2 separate regions of the Neogale vison genome follow, and region 1 is linked to region 2. A link is a contact called in public Hi-C data. All regions are on one chromosome and are shown on one strand. The core of a region is the stretch at or near the end of the contact, and the rest is flanking DNA. Distances in the headings are between cores, read along the strand shown.

Evidence for each region. A called contact is a pair of places that touch in the nucleus more often than the background predicts.
Region 1: a contact with region 2 is called in a Hi-C map of fibroblasts, with 7 times the contacts expected there. The contact joins the promoter of ATPAF2 here to the promoter of RAI1 in region 2. A contact is called at or near these places in 2 of 3 Hi-C or Micro-C datasets (fibroblasts and muscle).

Annotation. Positions count from the first base shown.
Region 1 is chr5:70,189,592-70,196,123 of ASM_NN_V1, forward strand. It overlaps ATPAF2 (ATP synthase mitochondrial F1 complex assembly factor 2), which reads right to left and starts at 3,948. Exons shown (of 8, transcript XM_044249312.1): 1 at 3,651-3,948. The coding sequence starts at 3,783. GID4 (glucose-induced degradation protein 4 homolog) reads left to right here and starts at 4,229. Exons shown (of 6, transcript XM_044249314.1): 1 at 4,229-4,606. The coding sequence starts at 4,418.
Region 2 is chr5:69,861,617-69,868,121 of ASM_NN_V1, forward strand. It overlaps RAI1 (retinoic acid-induced protein 1), which reads left to right and starts at 4,730. Exons shown (of 6, transcript XM_044249289.1): 1 at 4,730-5,111.

The DNA of each region.
Region 1 (6,532 bases), core at 2,698-5,197, 330 kb after region 2:
CAGCTGGTGTCCTACAATTCAGTGAAGTTCTGACACTATCTGCCTGGAGATAGCATCAGATGCCACAAGTTAAGGGCTCAGTCCCACAAAACTGCATTTCCTGCTCCCTTCAGATGCCAACCACAAGCCCAGGTGGTCTCCTATGCTTCCGACTGCTGGCTATAAATCAGAAGCTCCCAGGACCCCTCCTCAGGTTTGATGAATTTGCCAGAACAGCTCAGAGAACTCAGATAAATATTTAACTTACTAGATTACCAGCTCATTATAAAAGGATATAACTCAGGATCAACTGCATGAAGAGATGTGCAGGGCAAGATATAGGGGAAAGGGTGTGGAGCTTCCGTGCCTTTCTCTGAGAGAAGTAGCAAGCTTTGAGAAAAGGATGCTACTCTTCCAGCATCTCCAACTGTCCGCCACCCCTGAAGCTCTCTGAACCCCGAAGTTCAGGGATTTTTATGGAGGTTTTATTATATAGGCATGATTGATTAAATCACAGGCCACTAGCAATCAAGTCAATCTCTCCAGCCCTTCTCCCCTCCTCAGAGGTCAGGGGGTAGGCCTAAAAGTACCAAACCTCTCATCTTGTGGTTGGTTCCCCTGGCAACCAGGCCCAATCCTTAGGTGCTTTCCAAAAGCCACCTCATTTACATAACCTCAGGTGTGGTTAAAAGAGGCTTATGAATAAGATACTGCTTTCAACTTTATATCTCTGGAGCAATTTTAGGACAAAAGACCAAATATTATAATAAAAACCTCTTCCATCGCTCTTATTGCTTAGTAAATTACAAGGGTTTTAAGAGATGTGTGCCAGGAGACGCCTGGGTGGCTCAGTCAGTTAAGCTGCTGCCTTTGACTCAGGTCACGATCCCAGGGTCCTGTGATCAAGTCCCACATCTGGCTCCTTGCTCAGCAGGGTGCCTGCTTCTCTCAGCCTCGGCCTGCCAGTCTGCCTGCTTGTGCGCGCGCTCTCTCTGACAAATAAATAAATAAATAAAATCTTTAAAAAGGGGCGCCTGGGAGGCTCAGTCAGTTAAACGGCTGCCTTCCTGCTCCGTCATGATCCCGGGGTCCTGGGATCGAGCCCCGCATTAGGCTCTCTGCTCGGTGGGGAGCCTGCTTCCCCCTCCCTCACTCTGCCTCTCTGCTACTTGTGATATTTGTCTCTGTCAAATAAATAAATAAAATCTTTAAAAAAAAAAAAAAAGAGAGAGAGATGTGTGCCAGGAGCTGAAGGGAGACCAAAAGAGACAGTTGACCCTTGAACAATGTTGGTTGGAACTGGACATGTCCACTTAAACCTGGATTTTTTACAGTACAGTAAATGTTATTTTCTCTTCCTCCTGATCTCTTCCTTATGATTTATTCTAATTTTCTAAATAAGATCTTCTTGTATCTAGCTTACTTTAAGAATATAAATAAATAGTAATTATATATATTATACGTATAATGCATATAATAATATATTATATAATAATACATATATTATTATAAATAATAAAACATCTAACATACAAAATGTGTGTTACTCGAATGCTATCCGTAATGCTTCTGGTCAACAGCAGGTTATTAGTAATTAAGTTCTGGGGGAGTCAAAAGTTGTATGTGATTTTTCAATGGGGGGGGTTGTAGAGGTATTCCTAACCCTTATGTTGTTTGAAGAGTCAACTGTATATTTCTTCTTCTTTTTTTTTTTTTAAGATTTTATTTGTTTATTTGACAGACAGAGATCACAAGTCAGCAGAGAGGCAGGCAGAGAGAGAGAGAGGAGGAAGCAGGCTCCCAGCTAAGCAGAGAGCCTGATGCGGGGCTCGATCCCAGGACCCTGAGATCATGACCTGAGCTGAAGGCAGAGGCTTTAACCCACTGAGCCACTCAGGCGCTGTATATTTCTTCTTATAACTCACAGTGTCACAAGTGCCCTTCCTTCTCCCTCTTTACTGGCTCTTCATGGCCCACTTTCATGCCCTTCGACTTGGATCGCCACAGGGAAAATGTCAGCTCCTTGCTGCATCCAGCTCTCTCCCCCATGTATATAAGATTATGAAACTTAACAGGACCCTCATAGGCAACCTGGTCCTTCAACCCACAGAGGAAAATGAGGCTCAAAGGAAGCAGTCCAGTGCCCAAGATCACGCTGTACCTCCAGGCAGCATTAGACCCCAGGTCTGTACTTCTGTCACAATGTCAAACTGTCTGTAGAGTTCTAGATTTCCTGAAGTAAATAATGTCACAGCAAGGTCTCTCACACCCTGCTGTCACCTCTGAACTTGTTCTGTCCACCTCACACTCTTCCTCCTCTTCTCCACTGAACTCTAACTTATCTATCAAGACTCAGCTGAGGGCAGGCTGGGTGGCTCAGTCACTGAGCGTCTGCCTTCGGCTCAGGTCACGATCCCAGAGTCCTGAGATCAGGTCCTACATCGGGCTCCCTGCTCAGTGGGGAGCCTGCTTCTCCCTCTTGCACACGCCCTGCTTGTATTCCCTCTCTTGCTATGTCTCTGTCAAATAAATAAATAAGGGGCGCCTGGGTGGCTCAGTGGGTTGAGCCGCTGCCTTCAGCTTGGGTCGTGGTCCCAGGGTCCTGGGATCGAGCCCCGCGTCGGGCTCTCTGCTCAGTAGGGAGCCTGCTTCCTCCTCTCTCTCTCTTTGCCTGCCTCTCTGCCTGCTTGTGATCTCTCTCTGCCAAGTAAATAAATAAAATCTTTTAAAAAATAAATAAATAAATAAATAAATAAAATGTATTTTTAAAAAGACTCAGCTGAAACATCCTTTCATCCAATATCCTTTCCAGACCCTCAAAATCCCCAAGATGAGAGTAGGTGCTTCTTTATGTTGTCACAGTTTCTTTGTATTTCCCTTATCACAGAGTATCATACACTGTTGTTTAATCAGACTATTATAACCGGCAGTGAACGATAATGACAGTGATCTTTAGGTAGGACCTCACCTACCTTGAAGACCACCATGCCTCCAGCTGTCAGCACAGAAAAACTAACTAAAGAGTGTTACTATCTGCACTCATTTAAGGGAACCATTACCACTCTTACACTAAAACCTCTTCCCAGAATCAGTGAGTGTTACTACCTTCTTCTAGGCCTTATCAGTCAGGAGTGAAAGGAGGCAGCAGGGTCAACTCCTTAGAAGAAATGGCAGGGACTGTGGTAGGGCAGTGGGACCCAGGGCCACGGAACCTGCAGAGAAATTGTCCAGGATGGAAGACTGAATACCCACTGAATGCCCCGGTTCCAGGATGCCCAGCCATGGGTACACAGAAAAAGATCAGACTGACCGTCGCCCTCCAAAAACTTCTGAGTCTGTTCTGTGACCTTGGTGTGGTCCTGATCTAAGAACCTGAACTTCTCTGTCTGAGAACAAGAATGCTATTTGCTTTCCTTATTGGAAAAAACCCCATAAGCTTTGAGAAAAACTGCACGTCCCTAATGGCAACTACTGTCTCACGCAGCGACGCGATGTGTGCCCTCGCCCGGCCGCCTATTTTCCCCGATCCATAGCAGGACCCCATTGAACTGAGTAACCTCAGGAGCCTGAGCCCTGCCTCGATGACCCCGCCCTACACAGCCGAATCCCTCAGCCCACCTTAGTCAGTCTCAGGCCCAGGCCCAAAGAGAATGTGCCCTGGCCTCCCTCACCTGTTGGGGGCGCGTAGGCCCGAGCAGGGGTCAGTGGGTTTGGCTCCCGCCCCGCGGACGCGGTGAGGGCAGCCCGGGGCCGGTTCAGGAGGCGGCGCCCGGCGTGCCGCAGCCGGAGGCAGCTCCTCCACATCGCGCCCGAGAGCCTGGGGGTCAACCGGCGGGAAACCTGAGAGCAGGAAACTGAGCGAAGGGATTCCCAAAGCCGCACGCTCCGATTGTACGGAAACCTCTCACAACCTCCCCAGAGCCCTCAGCCTCCCCTGGACGCCGCCATCTTCCGCTTGACACCAGCGGCGCGCCGTCGCTCCTGCGCGCCTCCTGGCACACCCCCAGTCAATCAGCATCACAAACGCACCTCGCCCCGCCCCCTCCACGCCGCGCCTCGGGAAGAAGACTACAAGTCCCAGAGGACCCCTCGCGCACCCCGCCACGTGTTTTCTCCGCCCGCCAATGGGTGGAAGCGCCGCGTGAGCCTGTTCCCTCCCCCCCGGCGCGCCTGAGCCAATCGAAAGGGTGGTGTGTGTGCGAGGGCAAGTGGGGAGGGGGACTCAGCTCAGGACAGGGAGGCCCTGCTCGCAGGTCCCGGGGTCCCGGTGGCAGCCGGAGCGCTTGGTCCGCAGGCAGCGGGCGGGTGGTCCCCCCTCCGCCCCCACCCCGCGCGTGCGCGCCCCGGCCCCTCCCTCCCTGCCACCCCCCTCGGCTCCCGCGCGGCGGCGGCGGTTCCTTTCCCCCTCCCCCCAGCCCTGGCTCCGGGGGACCCCGCGATGCCGGTCCGCACCGAGTGTCCCCCGCCGGCCGGTGCCTCGGCCGCTTCCGCGGCCTCGCTCATCCCGCCGCCGCCCATCAACACCCAGCAGCCCGGCGTGGCCACCAGCCTGCTCTACAGCGGCTCCAAGTTCCGCGGCCACCAGAAGAGCAAGGGGAACTCGTACGACGTAGAGGTGGTGCTGCAGGTGAGCGCCGGGCCGGGCCGGCCGGGGCCCGCGGGCCTCCTCGCGGCGCTCACGGGCCGTGCCCGCCCCCGGCTTCTCGAGCCCGCAGCCGCGGACCAGGCCCTCGCCGCCGGGCCTCCTGCACCAGGCGCTTCACCCCCCGGGACCTGCCCAGCTGGTGTCTCACACTCTCCAAGCCCCAGCCCTGACCGGCCCCTCACACCGGAGCCTGTCGGGAGCAGCTCCTGGCAGACCCTGAACACTGTCCCAGACTCGAAGCCCGTGACCGGCCTGCCTGGGATCCGGAAGCCCCCCCGTGACTGGCCACCCTCAGACCTGAGTCCTTCCTCCCCAAGACCTGTCGCCGTGAGATCAGCCCCCACCCCTCCAGTCCCTCTCAGACCCTGAAGAGCTCTCCACTGGTTTCTCCTAACTCGGGACCCTACCCGAGGCTGGGCCCATGTCAAATTATCTCAGACCTGAGACAGTCCTCCTTCCCTCCCCTTTCCTAAGTTCCAGAGATCCTCAAACCCCGAGGCCCTCCTCCCAGGATTTCTTCCTTGGGAGAGCCTGGTTAGTCCCCTCGGACCGGCTACCTGGCGCACACACCCTCCATTAGCCCCTGAGCGCCCCCCAGCCCACAACTGATTCCTAGCTTCTGGTAATTACTCCCTCAAGACCAGGCACTCACATCCTGGGTGCTGCTGAGTGGAGCTCCTCCAAGTCTGTGGGGGTCTTGCCTTCTGGCCTCCCAGCCCCCAGCTGTGGCCAGTCTCTCCTGGCCCAGGCACCCAGCTGACCCCAGCTGACCCCAGCCCCAGGCCTCCTGCTCAAGGCTTCTCATGGTCCCTGCCTCCATTCTTTGGCCACCTCCAGGCCCCTCCCAGTCTCCCTGGCTTGCCTCCCCAACCCATACTTTCATCTTCCTCCTCCTCGGCTCCAGGGGACCCTCTTTCTGTGTTCTTCTATCTCCACAACCAGGGCTTCCTCCTGGTCTCTGATAGCCATGTGCTGGGAAATCGAACTCATCCCGTATTATCTCTCACACAGTATTTCCTTGCTGTCCGTGTACACCCCCCCCCCAACAATTTGACCTGGATTTCTAAATACCTGGTGCCAGCCCCTGGTAACTTTGGAGCAACAGCTTTACCTACTCTGGCCCTTTTCTGCACTTCACCCCTCTCATGCAAGTAGAAACACACTTGACATTTTTTTCTCCAGGTAGTGATCAACAGTAGTTCATACTCTTTTTTCTCTCCCTTCCCTGCAAAACCCCTTCCTGTGTAGCTACCCTTGCCTGCCTCAGGATCCACTTTCCTCCTCCCTTTGCCCCTTTTTTCCTTAGTGTGAGGCCCCACCTCCCAAAGCCCCTCCCCATCTGCCCTCTTGAAAGGCCTTTTACTGAAGCTCTGAGGACCTAGTGTGCCACCTTACTGCTCCCATGCGTGAGGACAGAACCTAAGATGTGTCTTTGCCTTATGTGCCCTTGGCTCTTCAAAAATAGTAGATTTTGGACAGCCTCTCTTCTGAGCAAGTGAGTGTCCCACCCAAAAGACAGTGCAGCTACATTTTCTTTCTCCTAACCGTAGAGCACCATTAACCTCTTTTTTCTTACTGTTTTGGGGAAATCAATAATTTCATCTTTTTTGGTGGAGGAAACTGCCTCTTCATTTTAATTGTATCTTTGCTCCATAAACTTAACTTTTTCACGTGAGCCGTGGCATTTGTTATAACTGGAAAACTGTTGTGACTGATTCATTCATTCTTCATAATTATATGCCTCATGTAGCGATCCCTCTTGTCTTTTGCTTAAAATGTGAGAATTTAGTATAAAGGTAAAGACTTTTTTCTTTATTGTGGGGGCAACATCGTAAAATTCTAGCAGTGAGGTCCTTGGTGTGGGTCGTGTTTGGAATGATCGTGAATTTGTGCCGATTGTTTATTTTG
Region 2 (6,505 bases), core at 3,480-5,979:
GACCTTTGCAAGAAATGGCTCTGTTCCCTTTGCCTTCCAGGTAGCAGCACAATGGGCTCACTTCACAGAGGCGGGGAGGGAAAGAGAGCCTCGGTGGCCATGCCCAGCTCCCAGCTCCCAGCTTTTTAAACTTCTCAGGATAAGCCCTTGAGGTGGTCATCTCCCCCTGTGGATACGATGGGCTCGGAGTCACGTTGTTCGCCCTGAGGCAGGGCTGGGATGGGTCTTTCCCTCCACTTCATCTTGCTCCCCTGGTTACTAACTAAGCGGGGATAAACACTGAGCTGGCCTGCTCTGGGAACGCTTCCTCCCCTCTCTGAGCCTCTATTTTTTCCTCTCCAAAAGGCAGATCTGAGTCTCTGCGTCAATGACCAAAATGCACAGGGCCTGCCTGGCACACAGGGAGTACTCAGTACTTGTGGGCTAACTACTCCTTAATGGGAGGCCTGCTGCTGCAGAAGACGTGCTGTGTAGGAACAGCCCAGAGCTCCCAGGAGCTTTGGTCCCAGAGAAGGCAGGCTGGCAACCCAGGACAAGCTCTGCTGGGCATGTGGAAGCAGCTGAATCTTGCTCTGCACTTTCCTGCTCTAGGTACTTCCCCTCCGTGGCCTCAGTTTCTTGGTGTGGACCAGGGGGTTATTGGAAGGGGGATGTCTACCCAACCAGATGGAGGCTTAGTGAAATGCTCCCTTCGTATTCTATTGAGTGAGCGAGCAGATGATAAGCCTAGATCCTCCCCCTTCCCCTGTGCTCCAGCCCACAAGAGTCTCTCTCTCTCTCTCTAATAGAGGTCTTTGTCTCCTTTGAACTAGGAGAAAACTAGGGGGAGCTCAAGGTCAAGGCCACACAGATGAAGAAGTCTTAAGACTCCTGGTCTTAAGACTCCTGGGGAGATGAGGATATCTCAAACACAGATGCTTTGGGGGTCAGCTGGGTGATTTAAACGTGGGTATAGAACAATAGGTAGAATTTTTTTTTTTAAGATTTTATTTATTAATTTGACAGAGAGAAATCACAAGTAGACAGAGAGGCAGGCAGAGAGAGAGAGAGGGAAGCAGGCTCCCTGCCGAGCAGAGAGCCCGATGCGGGACTCGATCCCAGGACCCTGAGATCATGACCCGAGCCGAAGGCAGCGGCTTAACCCACTGAGCCACCCAGGCGCCCCGAACAATAGGTAGAATTTACATTCCTTGAAGGTATTTCAATTCCCCAAGAACTTAGCCTCCTTAAAGGTATTCAACTCCAAATTCTCAAACACTTTGCTTTCCCCTCCAGTTAAGACACACCCAGCAGCCAGGATTTCACATTCAAGCCACCAAGTTTAAGACTTTTGTATCAACACCGTCTTTACTGGGGGGGCGTCTTTTGCCACAGTGGGCCCCCTCCCTTCTGGCCCTCTTACCTGCATCCAGCTAAGAATGACAAGCAAGTTCTCAGCAGAAATCTTGGGTTTGCTGACAGTGACCCCGATCAGTTCCAGGTTCTCTTCTGAGAAGCCTCAGGACCTCCCCTGACGAAAACAGCCAGGGGAAAATCACTCTTCAGATCTCACATGTCACCTCCTCCAGGAATTCCTCAACAGGACCAGGTCATTCATTACACTCCATGCCTGTGTTCCACAGCACGCTTTTCCCAGGAAACTTTTACATCGCAACCCAGACTCTTACCTGATGTTTGAACCATAGTGGGAATAGATAAATAAACTTGTCAGCTGTACAACCTCAGAGAAGTGACTTCATCTCTCCTGAGCCTCGATTTTCTTAACTGTAAAATGCATTATAATGAGGGAGGATTCAGAGAAGGTATGGAATGTGTGGTTGTAAAATATCTCACAAAGAAATACAGGTCTTAATCCCTGGAAACTGACTGTTCTTGTGCATGGCAAAAAAGGGGGGGGGGGCAGGGGGGTGGGTGGAGGGAGGTGTCCTTGCAGTGTGATTAAATCAAGGGTCTCTTTTTTTCTTTTTTTTTTTTTTGGATTTTTATTTGTTTATTTGATACACACACACAGAGATCACAATTAGGCAGAGCAGCAGGCAAAGAGTTGGGAGGAAGCAGGCTCCCCACTGAGCAGAAAACCCAATGTGGGGCTCGATATGGGGCTCGATCCCAGGACCCTGAGATCATGACCTGAGCCAAAGGCAGAGGTTTAACCCACTGAGTCACCCAGGCGCCCTAAATTAAGGGTTTTGAGATGGGAGATTATCCCGGATTATCCACGTGTCCCTAATGTCATCACAAAGGTCCTTATAAGAGGAGGCAGGAAGGTTAAGGGAGAAAGTAGGAGGTGGGACAACAGAAGCTATTGTCTTCCTGCCTTTTCGTGCTTCTGGAGGTCATCAGTCGGTCACAAGCCATGAAATGCAGGCGGCCTCCAGAAGCCAGAAAGGGCAGGGAACAGATTCTGCCCCAGTGTCTCCAGAAGGACTAGCCCTGCTAACACCTCGCCTGGAGCGCCGAGGAACTGATTTCAGGTTCTTCTGACCTCTAGAACCATACAGAACACATGCGTGTCATTTCAAGCCACTACTCCGTGGTCATTCACCGCACTTACATTTTTTACTGTAGGTGCTCAACAATGACACTTGTCAGTTGTGGGGCCCTGCGCAGGGAGGTAGCAGCCCCCTGAGGTTCCTGGTGTCAGGCATTCCCCTCAGCTCTCCCAGAGGCAGGTTAAGGCAGCGAGAGAGAACACTGGCCATGGTGGGGGCTGGGAAGCCACTAGCTAGATGAAAGGGGCCATACCCTCTCAGACAGTGTTTGACCTAAAACAGTAGCAGCATCCACTGCATGCCAGGCTTGGGGCTAAACACTTCACACACCTGACTGAGTTCAGTCCTCTCAACAATCCCAGGAAGTCGGGACTGCTGTTATCCCCATTTTACAGATGAGGCAACAGAGACCCAGCAAGTCTTAGAAACCTGGTCTCATCCACTCAAGAACATGAGATTAGAACTAGCTTAAAACAGTGCTGCTGGGGCACCCAGGTGGCTCAGTCGGTTAAGCGTCTGCCTTCCTCACAGGTCATGATCTCAGGGTCCTAGGATCCAGCCCTGCATCAGGCTCTCTGCTCAATAATGAGTCTGCTTCTCCCTCTGCCTCTGCGTTCCCTCTCCCTCTGTGATCGCTTTTGCTTTCTCTAAAATAAATAAAATCTTTTAAAACAAACAACAAAAAAAACTAGTGCTGCTCACCTTGTGTTTTCCTCTACCTTGCTTCTCCCATTCACCATTCTCCATGGGAGACAGGTGGCTGAGCTCAGTGAAGGGCCCTGGCTGCAGGTCTGGGCTCTGTCACTTTCACTTGAGAACCTGGACAGGTGATTTCACCCCTCTGTGTCTCAGTCTCCTCTGTGAGCCTGCCTCCCAGAGGAGCTGCCAGGATCAAGCAGGACAACCCATAGAAAGAAGGACAGTGTCTAACACAGAGTAAGGGGACCTTACCTACCGCTGTCCCTCTTTTACCAATGACGAAGCTGAGGTTTGATAGGAGACCTTGGTAGTCTCAGGGCACCTGGGAGCTCTGATGTTCCCCCTTCCCCACCATAGGACCAACAGACCCCAGAGGCTGGGTCCTGGGGGGGCGAGGAGGTTCCCAGAGCAGGTGGCTGTGGGTTTCTGCCCAAGCCCTGGTGAGTCAAAGCCTTGGAGTAGCAGTTGCTTAGGGAGCCTCTAAGTTCATAGGCTTATTCACTCACTCATTTATTCAGTATTCCTTTGCGTAAATTCTGCCAACGGCTTCCTTCCCAGAGCACCAGAACTTTGCATCCAAATTCCTCACCACGCCCTCTGTAGCACTGAAGACAGAGGTCTTCCCTTATGGCTCTGCATTTGGTGCACCCACCATTGGTCACCTGGTTGTTTACCCACCAAGCTGTCCCCTATCTCAGGGCCTCTGCACTTCGCACTTTCTCTTCCCTCTGCCGGGAATGCTCTTCTCCAGACTCTACAAAGAGCAGGCTTCCTTCCTGTTGTTTAGTTCTCTGCTCAGATAGGCCCCCTTCTCTCACTTCCACCTTAATAACCCCTACCCGACACTTCATCTGCTAATTTGCTTCCTAGAAATCATAACTCCCTGAAATACGTTCTTCATGTACGTAAGCATTCGTTTGCTGTCTGTCCGTCCGCAACAGGATGTCATCTCCATGACAGCAGAGACCACTTGTCTCTGTTCATTCCCTAGCGTCCAGCAAGGTGCCGGGAACCCAGTATGTGGAGAGATTTCTGTCCAGCCTATTAAGTTCAGAAATTGAAAAAATGTTTCCCAATCCAAAAAGACGAGGTCACAGGGACGGCCGATAGTGGAGTGAATGCGGGAGCCTGGCCTAGCAACCAGGCCAGAGACTGGAAGCATCTGAGGGCAGGATGCCAGTCCAAATCCTCTGCCCGAGGTTCCAACTCCCACCCGGCCTCCAGTCCCACCGCGTCCCCCGGCCCGGGACGGGCCATGCGAGTCTGGGAGGGCTCCACCTGGAACCCACGCAAGGCGCACCCCCGCCCCCCCCCCCCCCCCCCGGCCCAGGACGCTAGGGAGGACGAGCTGGCGGGGGTGGGGGGGAGAAGTGGGGGGACGCGCAGTGGGGCGCGCGGACCGCCAGGGGGTGCTATCGGGGCGCGCACGGCCCACCTGGCGCCCGGGGCCTCGAGCGAGCGCAGCCAGGCCGCCCGGGAACTTTTTTCCTCCCGCTCTCGCTCTCCTTCTCCCCCCGCGCGTCGCCCGCCCGCCCGCCCGTTCGCTCTTCCTGTGCGGAGGGGATCGCATTTCCCCGCGGCACCCGCGGACACCAGGCAGGCCCGGCCGGGTGCGCGGCCAGGGCCCGCTCCCCGCGCCGCCGGCTCCCCGCGCCCCCGGGCGCCGCCCCCGCCGCGGCTGGGCTCGGAGAGTCGAGTCGGAGAGCAAAGCGGCTGCGAGGGCGAGAGGCGAGCGGAGCAGGCCGCCCTGCCCGCCGCCCGAGCGCCGGCGCGAGGAGGGGGCGCCGCGGCCCACCCTCCTTCCTGCCTGGCCGCGGGCCGGCCGGGCCGCAGCGCCCTGACCCCCATGGCCGCCCGGGCCTGCGGGCCGCGAAGTCGCAGCGCCAGAGCCAGGGCCCCCGAGTGAGCGCGGGCGCCGAGGTGAGCACCGAGCGCTGGGGCGCGGGGGCCGCTGCCGGGGCAGGGGCGGCGCGAGGCGTCGGGATCCGAGGCAGGGTGAGGAATGGAGGTGGGCTCGGGGACCGAGCGCGCCGCGGGCCGGGATGTGGGGGTCCGCGAGGTCACGGCTTTGTGTAGTGTGGGGGTGCGCGAGGTCACCGGATGGCCGTCTGGGGGCGGTTCGCGGCGTGGGGGCGCGAGCGGCGAGAATCTGTGTGCCCGGGGCTGTGCGCGCGCGGTGGCCCGGAGTGCCGCCGCGCGGGGCGTGGGGACACGGGGGGCACTCGTCCGGCGCCGGGGCGGGAGGGGAGCTTTGTGAGTGCGCCCGGGGTGGGGGGCGGGGAGCCAACTTGTGCGAGGGGGACCGGGGCCTGGCGTGCGGCGCGGCGCGGGAGGCAGGGCGCCGGGGGGCGGTGAGGGCCGGGCGTGGGGAGACAGGGCGCGCGGAGCTCCCTGCGGTGCCCCCCACGCGGGCCGCGGCGCCCGGGCCTGTGCACAGGCCCCGCGCGCGACCCGGCAGGAAGCGGCCCCGGAGGCCCGGGGAGCTCCGACGCGGCCAGGCCCCGGGCGCACGGGCCCTTCGGGGGTGACGTCACGGTCGGGGGCACCGGACACGCGAGACCCGAGTCCCCGTACCGCGGCGAGCCGGCCAGCTCCCTGGCCCCCGTGCTTGGGAGACAGGGGGCCCGGGAGGAGGGCTCGGGGGCCGGGAGCCAGGCGGCGTCGCCGAGCGCGGCGGGGGCGACGGGGTGTCAGGACACGGGGGTGACATTTGGAGGCTCGGTCGCGCCGGGGGCCTCGGAGGAGGGGCGGAGGGGAAGCGAAACATCAGCCAGGCCCGAGGCCGCTGCGGCCCCAGCTTCCTGGGACGCCCGTTTTCCCAGCCTGCCGTTGCCCTTCTTGGGGCTCTTAGTCCTCCTCAAATCCACGCCGAGGGCGGGAGTGCCGACCCGAGCCGTGCCTTCTTGGGAGCCCGCGATCGGGAGGCGGGGGGGTGGGGAGCGCTGGGATTTCGGCTCGGAGCGGACAAAACCGAGTGTAACAATGCGCTATTGGGGGGCTGGGGGAGGGGAGGCAGCGCGCCTGCATGGCGGACCCGGGCCCTGAGCTTCCCCGCTCGCAGCATTCCCTCCCGCAGCGCCTTTCCCATGCTTTCAGCACGCTCTGATTCAAGGACCCACGCGGGACCCGCACGGCTCCCTCCCACCCAAAGTGCCGGCCCCCCACCACCCCCTCCCGCTTCATTTCTCTTCCAACGCAGCGGTGTGTGGAGGATTCAAGGGCATTACATCTGGTTGCAATCCGGTTTCAGGCCGCTGCCGGGCTGTTAAAACCTCGCGCTGACGTCAGAGCAGGGGAATTACTTCTTTTTATTT